2 separate regions of the Gossypium hirsutum genome follow, and region 1 is linked to region 2. The links are chromatin contacts, called in public Hi-C maps. All regions are on one chromosome and are shown on one strand. The core of a region is the stretch at or near the end of the contact, and the rest is flanking DNA. Distances in the headings are between cores, read along the strand shown. Region 1 holds the start of LOC107893634 (tafazzin). Region 2 holds the start of LOC107893629 (luminal-binding protein 5).

Region 1 (4,131 bases), core at 65-2,564, 280 kb before region 2:
CCCATCACCACGAGAAACTGGCAACACTTTTACAGATCGAAAGAATGCTGACGTCACGGGATTACTGAAGCATCGATCTGATGCACACAGGGTCCATCTCAAGTTCTGAGCATCAAGAAGAACTCTGGGAGGAAGCAGTGAAGCAATGACAAACGGATCATCCACAGAAGCAACATGATTGCTTACCTGCAAAGAAACATTCCTTCATCAGCATAGGACTCAACATAACATAACATAACACCGATGAATGACACAAAAGCGAAAACTGACAAAAAGTAAAAACCATGGCTTATACCGTTATAAGGGGCTTGTTCTTGGGTCTATTAAGCAAAGCATCATGTAATTTTTCAAGGCCATAAACCTGCCACGTTAGAGAACATGCATTAGTTCCTAGAAACTGTGAAATACCTGCAAAGAACACTACAGAATTTTCTCAATCACACAAAAGCGTACGTACTTGGACACGATTGAGACCATTCATGAAAACATGGCAAACATTTCCAATCAAAGGAACCGCAACAGCCTGAAGCATTCGAAAAATAGCTGAATCCACCTCCACGTCAAAGTCTTTACTCACTATAAGACCAGAAACTTAAATTGGTAAGCTAAGAATTCAATTCAAAGAAATTTTTAAATCTTCAAATTATGAAATTAGAAATAACTGAGAGGGCAAAAAGGTCATTTTACTTTCTAACAATTACTTCTTTGCATCCTTTGATAGTAAATTAAAAAAAATTTAAAGGAAATAAAACTGCTACAAAGCAAAAAAATCATAAATAGATCGAAGACATGAAACCCAGCGCAGGAAAAGCGACCTTTTTTACGGTAGAAAGAGGAGGAAGAAGGGAGAGAATCGCGACGGAAGTCGCGGAAGCGACGGAGCCAGCGCTGAACCGAGGAGGAGAAGTAACGATCAGCAAGGACTGAAGGACGGTGGCGATCGACTGCCACCCTGAAGCGCTGCCTGAGCTGGAGTTGCAAAACGCGAGCCTTGTTCTTCCATAGATCGCCTCTGTCTAACCGCTGTACGGCCATTGCGTCGGCTTTTTCCTGGGCAGAGTTCTCAGTTGCGAAATAAAGATTCTTATTTTTACAATCTTTATTTCTTTTGAATTTCCTTTTGATCTGGTGAAAGCAGAGAAAAGCGCGAGTGTAGGGAACGGAACACAAGAAATAAGTGACAAGAAAACGCAGTAGGACTAGGCGGCGAGGTTTTGAGCAAACTTTGGTTTATCCATTAAACCGACCTAACTCCACTTCGGTTAATTTTGCTCGGTTTTTATTGTTAAAAAATGAGGCTAAATACATTATTTGCCCCTATAGTATTCGGTTGTTTCAATTTGGTATTTAAAGAATTTTGAAAAACCATTGACTTTTGTAATGCCGGTAAAAAAACCCGACTATCTCCTCCAACCAATAAATAATCGCCACATTGCACATCTAGATAAAAAATAAAAATAACTTTTAAAATCTTTAATATGATATCTCCAATCCTTTTCAATTTCAATATTGAACAAATTGGTCCCTTTTGAGAAAATCAAAGCAATTTAATCCTTGATAATTTTAAAAAATAAGTAACTAAGAATAATTTATTAACTTAATATTTTTTTGTCAATTTTATATAATTTTGATTGATAGAATAATTAATTTAACCCTCAAAATTTACATATAAATACGGATTAAATTGCTTCGATTTTTTTAAAGAGATTAATCTGCTCAATTTCAAATTTGCTCTTTATGTTTTTTTAGAAGGACCAATTTTCTCCCTTTAAAATATATAAATTATAGAAAATTTAAAAAATATATAAAAAAATTTATCAAATATAAACATTATAAAAATTTATCGAATATTACCAATAATTATTGGATATAGTAATAAGGCATATTACACTTTTAAAAGAAAAAACACATTTAATCTTTAAAAACATTATTTAAAAAACTCCTAAATATGAATAGTAAAACCAACAGAAAAAAGTAGAAAAAAAAATTAACGAATGCTTTTTTTGTTTTTTTTGTAGGTTGAGGTTCCTTGATGGAATCCATGACCATATGTTTTGAGTGAAACTTGTTGGTTAACAGTGCATCAAAAAAAGCTCTCTAAACTATGATAGATATTCTAAATTACTCTTCAAATTTTATAATTTTAATTGAGTCATGATATAAATTATATCCTTCTATCAGCCCAACAGTTAGGCTTGAGGTTAGCTTGGATTTGATATGAACCTTCTTCTTTTTTTCCAAATCGCATGTCCATGATAAGAGTAAATCACCATCCTGCATACGCTATAAAGTAGGTAATCTATGAGACTCAAATCCACATGTAGGCTTTGCTGTCAACACTGTTCCCCATTTTGCAACTTTTTTTTTAACACATTAAATTCAATTAAAATTTGACCCCTCTAATTTAAATAAACTCCACTTCATATATTTTAATTAGCATTTAACACCAAAGTTAGGCTAATGGAAAATTCTAATAAAACATTTTGAAATTTAAAAATCTATCCCAAACTCTTTTCTTCTAGTGATTGCTTGGAACTATGGTCATGTTAATTCATCTCTTAACTTCCTTTTTTTTTTTGAATGAAATTCATCTCTAACTTAGTCAGATTATAGAGGATTGAAAATCCATTAAACTTGAATATGTTAGCATTATTTTTAGATATATGGTATATTCTTATCTTTGAAAATAATATATCTAGTCTTTATCTTATATTTTAAATGGTAGACGTATATGACCGGTGTCATTGAGTTTACAATCCAAGATGATATTTATAAAATACATAATCTATAAACTATTGTAAAGAGAAAGGTCCAACTGGCCTTCTTTTCTTTACACGTACTATTGATTTTCATTCCTTCAACCTTGTAAGAGAAATGGGTCATATTTTATAGCTTTGTTCTTTCTACTATGCCTATATTTTAATTTCTAACATTATTGTATTCCTGCACTTTAAATTAGTTGCTCCTTCTCATTTTTTTGTCCGTGCGTAACTACCTTTGAGGTTTTACAATTGCAAAGCAATCTTGAAAGTTTGAATTGTAACACCTTAAAACTTTTATCCATCGCCGAAACAGAATTATAGAGTATTACCAGTCATTGCAATTCAAATATAAACATTACACAATTAAATAACATACATTTCATAAATTAATCAATCTAATGACCTAACCTATTTATTTTTATAAATACTTTAACCATAATATCCAAATTAATTCAAAAGCCACCATTTGAACCAAATATAAGATTAAACTAATTTCAACCAAAATATACCATTTAATAGCTATAACCCAAAACATATTTATATAAGTACCAATATTAACTTATACCTCATTTACAAACATTATCCAAAATGACCAAGTATAACATCTGATCGTGTGTGAATCGTGATAAGTTTTATAATTTATGAATGTTCATTCTTGAAAACTAGCTATTATCACGACAAAGGCAAGCACACCTTATCGAACAGTAGTATAGCTTATGGTAAGACCGGGATGTCGAACCCAAAGAAACTAAAAGTACTAGTATTAACTTTCTTTTTATTATCTAGCCTAAAAATAAAAAGGGGTTTGTTTTATGTAAACTAATTACTAAACTAAGAATGCACAGAAAGTAAATTGGGGAAATAACTTTTGGGAAAATTGAATGATTTGGACAATACCTAAGGGAAAAATCCACCTAGACTTCACTTGTTATTGACTCTAAATCAGACGATTTATTCACTTGACTTGATCCGTAGAAATCCCTAATTTATATTATTATCTCTCTCGAGACTAACAACGTCTAACCCTAGGTTGATTAATTGAAATCTCTTTCTAATTAACTCCCTAGTGTTGCATTAACTCGATCTATGGATTTCCTTATTAGGTTTCACCCTAATCTGGCAAAATCTTTTCACCCTATTTCTAGGCGTGCAATCAACTCCGCTCAATTATGCTATGTCTACTCTTAGACAGGGACTTTTGCTCCTTTGAATAAGCGCATCAATACTTGAATCAATATCCTAGAATATTAAAGCAAGAATTAGGAGCACATAATTAAGAACAAGTCAAATATTTATCATACAATTCAGAACATAATAACAAGATCTGTCTTAGGTTTCATTCCCCTTAGGTATTTATGGGGTTTAGTTC
Region 2 (4,356 bases), core at 1,084-3,583:
GGTTATCTTCTTTAATAGACTTAACAATTTGACTAACCTAATAGATGTATCAGCCTGAGAAAAAAATAGTTTAGGTACAATTTAAGACAAAAAAAATGTTTAAGTACCAAAATGAGAAAAATGACATGGTTTAGGTATCGATTTATAGGTTAAACCTTTTTATAAAACAAAACTTAATGGTTTAATGGTTGGACTAACTAAAATGCCAACTTGAGAAAAAAATCAATTTAGGTATTAATTTGTGATTTAAGTTAATATTGAATTTTATAAAAAGTTATATTGAAATTAAATGAGACTTTTATCGAAATGTTCAAATCTCACTATAGTTACTACGCCTATAGAATGTTGAGAATTAGTTACTAGACTCGTTCCAGTAGATAACCGGAAAAATAAAAACCAATAATTTCACTATAGTAATATTTTATAAAAAGATAAAAGGGTTAATATGCCATTTGGTACCTATATTTAGCTTTAATGTTCATTTTAGTGTCCAGGTTTTTTTTTTCCAATTTGGTACCTAAGTTGGCTTCAACGTTCAATTCAGTACTCAAACTAAACAATATCATGCAGGCCAATAAATATTTGACATGTGGACTCTAGTAAAAAAGAATTAATTCATGATTTTGCCCCTAAAGTATACCCATTTTCTTACTTTGGTACCTAAACCTTTTTTTTTGTCCCAATTTAGTACCTAAAGTGTCAATTTCCTCTATTTTTGGTCTACTGTGTAATGGATGTTAGAAAAAAAATTCGTTAGACATATTTGGCCAATGAAAAAGCACCATGTGGCATATTTTGGCCAATGAAAAATGTCACATGACACTTAGATTTATTTAGAATAAAAACATTAAATTTAAATTTAAATTTAAAATAAAAAATTATAATATTAAATATTTAAATATTAAAAAACATTTTTGGCTTTGACCGGCCGTTGACTGGTGTTGATCATCCATGTGGTGTTATTAGAACACGTCTCATGTCCTTTTTTTAATTTTTAGTATTATATATATAGTCTTAAAATTTTAAAAATAATTTTTTATAAAATTCTAAAAAGTCAAAATAATATATAAAAATTAAAAAAATGTTCTAAAAATAAAAATATATATTAAATTTTCAAGTAATTGGAAAAAAAAAGCTTGAAATTTATATAAAATTTTAGATTTCTATATTTTAAAATTATATAATAAAAAAAATTTTTAAACTTTTTTTTACATTTTTGTAATAATATTATTAATTTCAACTAATTTCTTTTCGATTATCGTATTTTTAATAGTTTTTCTATATTTTATATATATTCTAAATATTATATATTTTTATTTTTATTTTTATATTTTTTTTAATGTGTATATCCATTTAATAAACGAAAATATTTATTTTTTAACATAAAGGTATCACGTGATGCTTTGTGATTGGCTATAAAATTTTTTCTTAATGTTTGTTTAAAATGAATTAAAAAATATAATGGAGGCATGCTTTAGATACCAAATTGAGAATTTTAGTGTATTTTAGGCACAAAATTGGGACAAAAAAAATTAGGTATCAAAGTGAGAAAATGAGTATACTTTAGAATAGGGGAGAAGCTAGGGGTTGGCATGGGCCCCGGCCCCGGCCCCCCTAAACTGCAAATTTACTCTTTTGGCCCTTAAAATTTTTTAAAAATTTTAAATTAAAAAAGGTAAAATTACATTTTAACCCCTCTAAAATTATAAAAATTTGATTTAATCATTTACAAATTATAAAGATATAGACTATAAAAAATTAAAATTTTATCCGACCCCTCTAAATATTTATTTTAGCTTCACCCCTGTTTTAGAAGTCAAATCGTAAATTAAGTCTAAAAAAAATATAAATACTTAATTAATATAAAAAAATTAAGTACTAAACTAAACATTGAGTTCAAGCTTAAGCTTAAGTACTTAAAGCTTAGGTATGAAATGAAACATTACTAAATTGAGATACTAAAAAAAAAAACAGAAACCAAATATAGATATAAAACAGTGTATCAACTCAATATAAAAAGACAAAATATTCTTATATTAATATTTGCTGTTAGTAATAGCATTTTAACTTAAATAATAATAAAATGAAATTTTATTATGACTGAAAATTTTGAGTTCTTTTAACCGCTGATCCCGCCATTTCATTCATGAACATTCCTGAGAGCACGGTGAAATTCTACATTTACACGTGTCAAGTTTCAATTGGACATAAGATGTGTTACCTTGCGAGATCGCCAACAGAAAATGCATCGATTTGAAAAGGTGACATTCTATCATTGGGTCGAACACTCTAGCACGGAACACGCCCCCTCTTATATAAATATACTACCCTTTCAACTCGTTTCTTCACTGAACACAAAAGCCAGAGGTTAAAAGTTTAAAAAGTTCGATTTTCCCACTAAATTGCAGAGAATCAAAAGCAGCAATGGTGGCAAAAAACAAGGCGCTTTGGGTTTTATTTCTCTTTATGTCAGGTATATAGAAAGACTTTCTTCTCTTTGCTTAGCTAAAAATTCGTTTTCAATGGAGTTGCTCTGTTTTCCTAGCTTCCTTTGTTTTTGTTGTCAAGCAGAATTCTTATTAGGAATTGCAGTAGCATCAAATGATTCCAAGGTAGGAACGGTGATTGGAATCGACCTGGGCACAACGTATTCATGTGTGGGAGTTTACAAGAATGGTCACGTTGAGATTATAGCCAATGATCAAGGGAATAGAATCACCCCCTCATGGGTTGCATTCACTGATTCAGAGCGTTTGATTGGAGAGGCCGCCAAGAATCAAGCGGCTCTCAATGCAGAACGCACCATCTTTGATGTTAAACGTCTCATTGGAAGAAAGTAAGTAATAAAAGCAAGGTTAAAGTAGTTTGATTATTATTTCAAGTTTCTCCATTTTTTGTGGAGATGAATTGAACTTTGGGTGTTTGGCTTTAATGGTAGATTCAACGACCCAGAGGTTCAAAGAGATATAAAGTTCTTGCCTTACAAGGTGGTCAATAAAGATGGGAAGCCATATATTCAAGTCAAGGTTAAAGGTGAGACTAAAGTTTTCAGCCCCGAGGAAATCAGTGCTATGGTTTTGACAAAAATGAAGGAAACAGCTGAAGCTTACTTGGGAAAGAAGATTAAGGATGCTGTTATTACTGTTCCTGGTATGATTAAAATCTCCTTGTTGTTTTGATCTTTTATTATATGAACTTTAGAACCATTTATTTACATGAAAATGGTTTAATGAATTCTGGGTTTTGATTTTTTGTAGCATATTTCAACGATGCACAAAGGCAGGCTACTAAAGATGCGGGCACCATTGCGGGGTTAAATGTGGCTCGGATCATCAATGAGCCTACTGCGGCGGCCATTGCGTATGGATTGGACAAGAAAGGTGGAGAGAAAAACATTTTGGTTTATGATCTTGGCGGTGGTACATTTGATGTTAGTATTTTAACTATTGATAATGGAGTTTTTGAAGTTCTTTCAACAAGTGGAGACACCCATTTGGGAGGGGAAGATTTTGATCATAGAGTAATGGATTATTTCATCAAGTTGATCAAGAGGAAATATAACAAAGATATCAGCAAGGATAACAAGGCTTTAGGGAAGCTTCGTCGGGAATGTGAAAGAGCAAAGAGAGCATTGAGCAGTCAACATCAAGTTAGAGTTGAGATTGAGTCATTGTTTGATGGGGTTGATTTTTCTGAGCCACTAACAAGGGCAAGATTCGAGGAGTTGAACATGGACTTGTTTAAGAAAACTCTAGGACCGGTGAAGAAGGCTTTGGAGGATGCAAATTTGAAGACGTCTGATATTAATGAAATTGTGCTTGTTGGAGGCAGCACTCGAATTCCGAAAGTTCAACAATTGTTGAAGGACTTATTTGATGGCAAAGAGCCCAACAAGGGTATCAATCCAGACGAGGCGGTAGCCTACGGTGCTGCGGTTCAGGGTGGAATTTTAAGCGGTGAAGGCGGCGAAGAAACCAAGGGTATTGCTACGTTTTCATTGATTTTGCATGAAATTGTCTTGGCTTCGAAATCTTAACAAGATTTCCTCTCTGTTTTATTTTTTTGGTTGATTTTGCAGACATTCTTCTTCTTGATGTTGCTCCCTTGAGTCTCGGCATTGAAACAGTAGGTGGTGTGATGACTAAGTTGATCCCAAGGAACACTGTTATCCCAACTAAGAAATCTCAGGTTTTCACCACATATCAAGACCAGCAATCCACAGTTTCCATCAAGGTAAACCAATCAATGGCAATGGCGAACGCATCTTGTGTTTTGAAGAATGATTTGATAAGTGATAACTGAAGCTAGTTGCTTTTACAAAATTCCAGGTCTATGAAGGAGAGAGAAGCTTGACAA

Evidence for each region. Hi-C and Micro-C count contacts between places; a contact is called where the count stands out from the background.
Region 1: a contact with region 2 is called in a Hi-C map of leaf, with 2.8 times the contacts expected there. The contact joins the promoter of LOC107893634 here to the promoter of LOC107893629 in region 2. A contact is called at or near these places in 2 of 34 Hi-C or Micro-C datasets (both in leaf).

Annotation. Positions count from the first base shown.
Region 1 is chrA13:77,175,738-77,179,868 of Gossypium_hirsutum_v2.1, reverse strand. It overlaps LOC107893634 (tafazzin), which reads right to left and starts at 1,314. Exons shown (of 7, transcript XM_016818674.2): 1 at 816-1,314; 2 at 458-576; 3 at 296-361; 4 at 1-186. The coding sequence starts at 1,035.
Region 2 is chrA13:76,893,938-76,898,293 of Gossypium_hirsutum_v2.1, reverse strand. It overlaps LOC107893629 (luminal-binding protein 5), which reads left to right and starts at 2,333. Exons shown (of 8, transcript XM_041085009.1): 1 at 2,333-2,473; 2 at 2,572-2,836; 3 at 2,939-3,150; 4 at 3,258-3,380; 5 at 3,468-3,980; 6 at 4,079-4,233; 7 at 4,329-4,356. The coding sequence starts at 2,425.